Linked DNA regions of Mus musculus: region 1 is linked to region 2. A link is a contact called in public promoter capture Hi-C data. All regions are on one chromosome and are shown on one strand. Each heading gives the region's core, a stretch centred on a gene start, on an enhancer-like site or on the middle of the called end of the contact. The rest is flanking DNA. Distances are from core to core; before and after follow the strand shown.

Evidence for each region. Promoter capture Hi-C pulls out the DNA fragments that hold promoters and counts their contacts.
Region 1: a contact with region 2 is called in a promoter capture Hi-C map of liver, with 4 times the contacts expected there. The contact joins the enhancer-like site here to the promoter of Htra4 in region 2. A contact is called at or near these places in 6 of 39 promoter capture datasets (HPC-7-derived erythroid cells, hematopoietic stem and progenitor cells, liver and 2 more), 3 of 115 datasets of contacts at active chromatin or transcription factors (astrocytes, bone marrow-derived dendritic cells and thymic regulatory T cells) and 1 of 9 other capture datasets (liver).

Annotation. Positions count from the first base shown.
Region 1 is chr8:27,035,890-27,038,589 of GRCm38.p6, reverse strand. It overlaps Erlin2 (ER lipid raft associated 2), which reads right to left. Exons shown (of 12, transcript NM_153592.3): 11 at 2,497-2,576; 12 at 1-2,157. The coding sequence ends at 1,954. Among named protein-coding and RNA genes, the nearest start is that of Plpbp, 5.3 kb to the left of the region's middle. Within about 2 kb of position 1,304, at least 43 of the 459 cell types and tissues checked have an H3K27ac peak or open chromatin away from gene starts, as enhancers often do. A contact at or near this core is called in liver, where this site is marked.
Region 2 is chr8:25,037,712-25,040,465 of GRCm38.p6, reverse strand. It overlaps Htra4 (HtrA serine peptidase 4), which reads left to right and starts at 1,504. Exons shown (of 9, transcript NM_001081187.3): 1 at 1,504-2,075; 2 at 2,428-2,527. The coding sequence starts at 1,592. Plekha2 (pleckstrin homology domain-containing, family A (phosphoinositide binding specific) member 2) reads left to right here. Exons shown (of 12, transcript NM_031257.3): 12 at 1-1,322.

The sequences.
Region 1 (2,700 bases), core at 55-2,554, 2.0 Mb before region 2:
GATTTTATAGTATTACAAAAAACAAGGTCATAAAGACAGATGGGCTAGGCATCCCATGCTAAAAAGACATCTGAGTTCCATGATTTTACTGCTGGGACAGATACCAATAGCTACTGAATTTATGCTATGACATGGGGACATTTCTGTTCTGTTAAAGAAGTGACATTAAAGGGGCAGGGAAGGAGCAGCTGCAGCAGGACTTTACTGTGGCTCTTTGTAATGGAGGGATGAGCTCTCAGAATGCTAGTTACAGAGCCTCTCGGGCTAGGAGGGCGCTGGATGGCGGGGTACCCTCCCTCCTGCACCGACTCCACTGAAGTAGTGTTTTCTCAGGTGCACGTACAAGAGAGGATGCTGGGTATAGCACGTTGCTCTCAACAAGTGGTTAGCAGCAACAAATGAGAAGAAGATGAGTTGGTCTTGGGGAAAAAAACCCACTTTTGCAAGAGCTTTTGAGCACATTAAAATGTCCTTTTCAGGAACATTTTGTAGTTTGTACAGTGTGGCCAGGGTCAGTGGCCTGAGGAGTCAGGACAGAGAAGGGAACATCTGAAGTAAGCACAGTGAACCCTGCCTCTTTTTGGGTCGGCTGAATGCTTCCCAAATACCTGACAAGTCTGGTGCCACTTAGGAGCAAACTGGCCCGACTTACAAAACCAAAACTGAGGTGGGAATTGATGCCAGAAAATACCATTTATAGTAGTCACCTAAGAGAGAACAGTAGGTGCTTTGTGTGGGGGGAGGATGAGGTAGGGGACCAGCTAACAAGGCCAAGTCCTAAGCTAGAGCCAGTCATGGTTGCACAGGGTACTGCCATGTCTGCAGATTACCTGCAGAGCTGCCCTCCACAGAGGCATTCTGTGTGCACTCACAGGCCATGGTAGAGCCCCACCCCCAGTGCAATTTCAGGATAAGAAATCCCTTTCTCTCATATCTATTCTTCGCATTCTCAGTTTCCTAGGGTGACTCACTGGAGCCGACTCTCAAGTGGCTGCCTGCTCTCTTCATCAGTGTCAGACAAAGCCCCAGCACAGGCCACAGGCACTACTACTTGGGTGTCATCTGGCTGGGCCCTTCTCCACAGTGTTAAGGGCTCTTCAATGAAGAATCTCCATAATGATAAAGATGTTTGGTCTCAAAAGCATACGCATAATTAGCCACACAGCACCACAGTGCTAAGGGGTATAAGGAGCTACGTCATCAGCTAACAGCACTTGTTTGTTCCCATCTTAACGCTGAGTGCAACTCATGAATAGATTATTCAAGAAGAAATGAAATCACAGATCAGGTCAAAGTACGGAAAAGGAGTGTGTGGTGTGACCAAGCCCTGCTGCGGTGAGATGTAGCCAACAAACACTAGAGCAGAGTACAGTGTGTAGAAAACCTTGCAAAACCTAGCACCAAGTTCTTCCTAAAAAGGGCTCAAGACAGCTTAACTCTCAAGTAATCCACTCAGTCAAAAAGCCCAGCCGGCCAACGCTCTCTGCAGCTCATGTTCCGCAGCAGACGGCCTTCTGTCACGAGCCCCACACGCAGACACTGCCTACACTAGAGGCAAGGGAGAGAACTGTGGAGTACACTTTTCCCTGAAGGAATTCAAGCACGAGGAGGCAGCACACACTCTCCCTCTTCATACTGACAGTAGCTCCACTTAAACCAGCTTCAAAGTGACAATGTTGGTGTCTGCAGGTCAGAGGTCAAATCTACGGTGCATACACCTTCTCAGAAGTCATACAACTTACTTACCTGAATTAAAAATAAACCCAAAAAACAACTCTCCATCTGCTCTCCCTTCCCAGAAGGGGGTAAGTTTGTGTCCATTTCTTCCTTTTTAACCACAGTAAGAAGAGTCAAGGAAGGTAGTGTGGAAAGGAGGAGCGCTTTGCTCTGTCTCATCTTAAAGAATACAGCTCTCTCTAAGCTGCCCGAGCAGAGCTTGCAGACAGTGTTTCCTCAGTTCTCCTTTGTGGGTGCCTCGAGGGGCTCATCTTCTAGGCCAAAGCCCAGCTTGTCGTCGCTCAGCCCCTCAAACTGCTTGCCCAGCCCCCCTGCGGAATCCATAAACATGTTGGGGATGTCTTTGCCGAAGTAAATCTTGCTGTTGGAAGCAATGGCCTTGTACTTCATCAGCTGCAGGTATTCTGGAGTCAGCTTGAGCTGTGATGGAAGTGAAGAGAGCTTAGGGAGGGGACACCAGAGAGGAACTTCATCTGGGGAGGGCATCTGTCAAGCAGACATGTGTTTGCATGTCTCATGGCCTCCCTGTTACCCAGAAACCATTTTTTTCTGAGAGAAAATAATCTAAGGTCTATGACAGAGTAGCAACAGTTTCCAGAGTTTTCCTGTTCAATACAAAATGAAGCTTCTATTAAGGCTTCCCACACAAGAGAAGCGCTGTCTAACCCAGCAGAGGGTCCTCAGTTCTGTTGTGAGGGCTCTGGGTAGCGAGCGGCAGAGGCAACACCTCCTCAGGACGGTGGGTCAGGCGCCCTTTACCTTATTTGCTTCTGCGATCTTCAGCGCTGTGTAGCACTCAGCGTCGGCCTTCGCCTTCTCCCGGGCCAGGAACGCAGCATCTAAGGGGTGAAGGGTGCAGGGAACTGGATCAAGTACAAAACCATGGGAGGTACAGTCTGGGGGCTGGCAATTATAGCTCAGTGGTATAGACAGCACTTGTCCAGCACACATAAAGTCCAGGTT
Region 2 (2,754 bases), core at 255-2,754:
AACACAATGCGGTGTATATTATGCAAACAAAGGAAAAGTACAGTTTCAGTGATCCTAACCAGCCCATACATGAGACTTGCAAGTTAGAACATTGTTAATAGCGGTGCCCAGAAAATATAATTATCTTTGTGAAGCCTCAAAACATTTAAAGTCTCAATTCTTGTTTCAGAATTCCCCTTCTGTCTGTATTTACACACATACACACACCCTTTAAATTTGTTTTTTGCTAGAGTCTTGCTACGGAGTCCAGGCTGGCTTTGAACTGATAATCCTCCTGCCTCAGCCTCCTGAGTGCTTGGATTACAAGTCTATGCCACCATATCCAGCCTAGGACAGTATTTTAATGTGAGCCAAAGATGGTGCATAAACCTTTAGTTTTCAAGGTGTGATGGCGTGTGGGTTTGTGGTTAAGCATAGATTGTGGATAAATCCGAAGGGATTTCTGGATTATAAAAGATACTGCATTTCCTGTGTGGAATAAAAGCAGTCTCTGGGGTTGGGTCCTTCTATAAAGCTTCGAAGGTATTGTTCTCTGTAGCTGAAGTATGTCCTATCCATTACTCTTCAATGCTTTGGTGGACTTGCTTACTCGGGTCAGGTGATAATCAGGGGAAAAAAAAAAAAAAGAAGCGTGTGTTTTTCATTCTCCGAACCACACCGAGGATATGGGAGACCGCAAACTAAAGTGGCACCTCTGGTCAAAGTGGCGGAGTGACAGCTCTACTTCCAAGTAGAAGGCTGCCCCTCCGGGAAGATTTAAGGTCCATCGTCCTAGTTTACTGGAAGCAAACTGGTTTGGTTTGGTTTTCCCCTTTCTACACAGGACTTATATGACCCTCTGAGTAAGCAGTGGACTGGTAATTGAGCGGTAGACTTGATACTTGTTTTCAGTGTCAACCAAATAAACAGCTATCTGGTAGCAGACGGCAGTGTTTTTGAAATTAGGCTTCCCATGTCGCCTGTTTAACCTCCTCCCCCACCCCCACCCCCCAAAATCTGTTTTCCTCAGTCCCTCGTTCTCTCTCTGTGTTATTGCCTGCCTGAGTCAATTATAGTCACTTATACCAGGTAGGCGTTGAATCAAGTGAATATTTGGCAAAAACACACAGTGTGACTGCTGGGCCCTCTGTTTATGAAGGTGTGGCATGCCCCGTTTGAGCCAGTGTTTGAGCCGTGAAACACCTCCTGCAAGCACTGAGCTTAGTGCATGGAAACTCCAGCTTCTTACGTTGTGTGAGCTCCTAATTGGTATGTAGCAAAACGTCATTTTCTAAAAACTGGTTGGTTGCTTGTTTTGTAATAAAAACATGTGAAATAGGAAATCTGGTTGTGTGTTTTCCTGGTCAGATCTCGTGGCCGTGGGTGGGTGGTCACGTTTCTCCCTTGCCCCAAGACTGGTTTTTGAGTGGACCCCTCCCTTCATGGCTTTGGGGTGGGTGGCCCTTGTCCTGGGATGGCATGGGTGGTGGGTGATATATGGGTGTGTGTGTGTAGAAGTGAGCCAGACTCTGACCTTTATAAAGTCCGAAGGCTGGCTGAGGCAGCATCCAGGCCAGGAAAAACAGTCGAATCGACGAGGTCAGGGAGCAAGATGAGCTTCCAGCGGTTGTGGGCTGTGCGAACACAGTTTCTCCTGCTGTGGTTGCTGCTACCAGCCGTGCCTGTTCCGTGGGCCGAGGCCAGGAGGTCCAGAGTCTCGCTGCCCTGTCCCGATGCCTGCGATCCCACGCGCTGCCCGACTCTGCCTACCTGCTCGGCCGGCTTGGCGCCGGTTCCCGATCGCTGCGGCTGCTGCCGAGTGTGCGCCGCGGCCGAGGGCCAGGAGTGTGGCGGGGCGCGGGGCCGGCCGTGCGCCCCAAGGCTGCGCTGCGGCGCCCCGTTCTCCCGGGATCCCTCGGGGGGCGCGTGGCTGGGCACCTGCGGCTGCGCGGAGGGTGCTGAGGATGCGGTAGTGTGCGGCAGCGATGGGCGCACCTACCCCAGCCTATGTGCGCTCCGCAAGGAGAACCGAGCCGCTCGCCAGCGGGGCGCGCTCCCGGCTGTGCCAGTGCAGAAGGGTGCCTGCGAGGAAGCAGGTGAGCGGGGCGCGGGCGAATCTCCTGACACTTCTCTTACTTTTCAGAGGGAGATGAAGTGAGTGCTCTAACTTCGCTCGCTCGCGAATTCAGTGGGCCTTCCTTCGCCATCTCTAGGGATTCAACCTGTTGTGGTTGTTCCTGGTGTTCTTGCCTGGTTAATTTTGGTCTCTTTACTGGCTGCCACTGGGCTTCCCTTTCTCCTTTTCTTCCCTCTGGTAGGACAGGGAGGGTCCTTTCATCTCCTGGTCTGGAGAACCTTCAGAGAAAGAGGGACGGGGAGATGCTGGGGAATTTTGAGATGCGACACCTGCATCCAGGGACGCACTCACCGTGGACCGTTTATTCACAGGGACCACAAGAGCAGGGCGGCTCCGGAGAAAGTACAACTTCATCGCCGCAGTGGTGGAGAAGGTGGCGCCGTCTGTGGTCCACTTGCAGCTGTTCCGCAGGTAAAGGTCCCATCTAGGATCAACTACCTCACCTGCTGGTTGCCAGATTTCTGACCATTAAAACCGCTGTGAGGAAACACAGATTCAAAGAGTTGGCTGGGGTGTAGGTGGGCAGTAGAATTCCGCAAAGCCTGCAGGAGACCTGACTTGCTAAGAGTTATTTCGCTAAAGAGCAAAGAGCCAAGCGCAAGGATTCTGGCTTCTAAATTGAAGCTACAGCAGTGCGT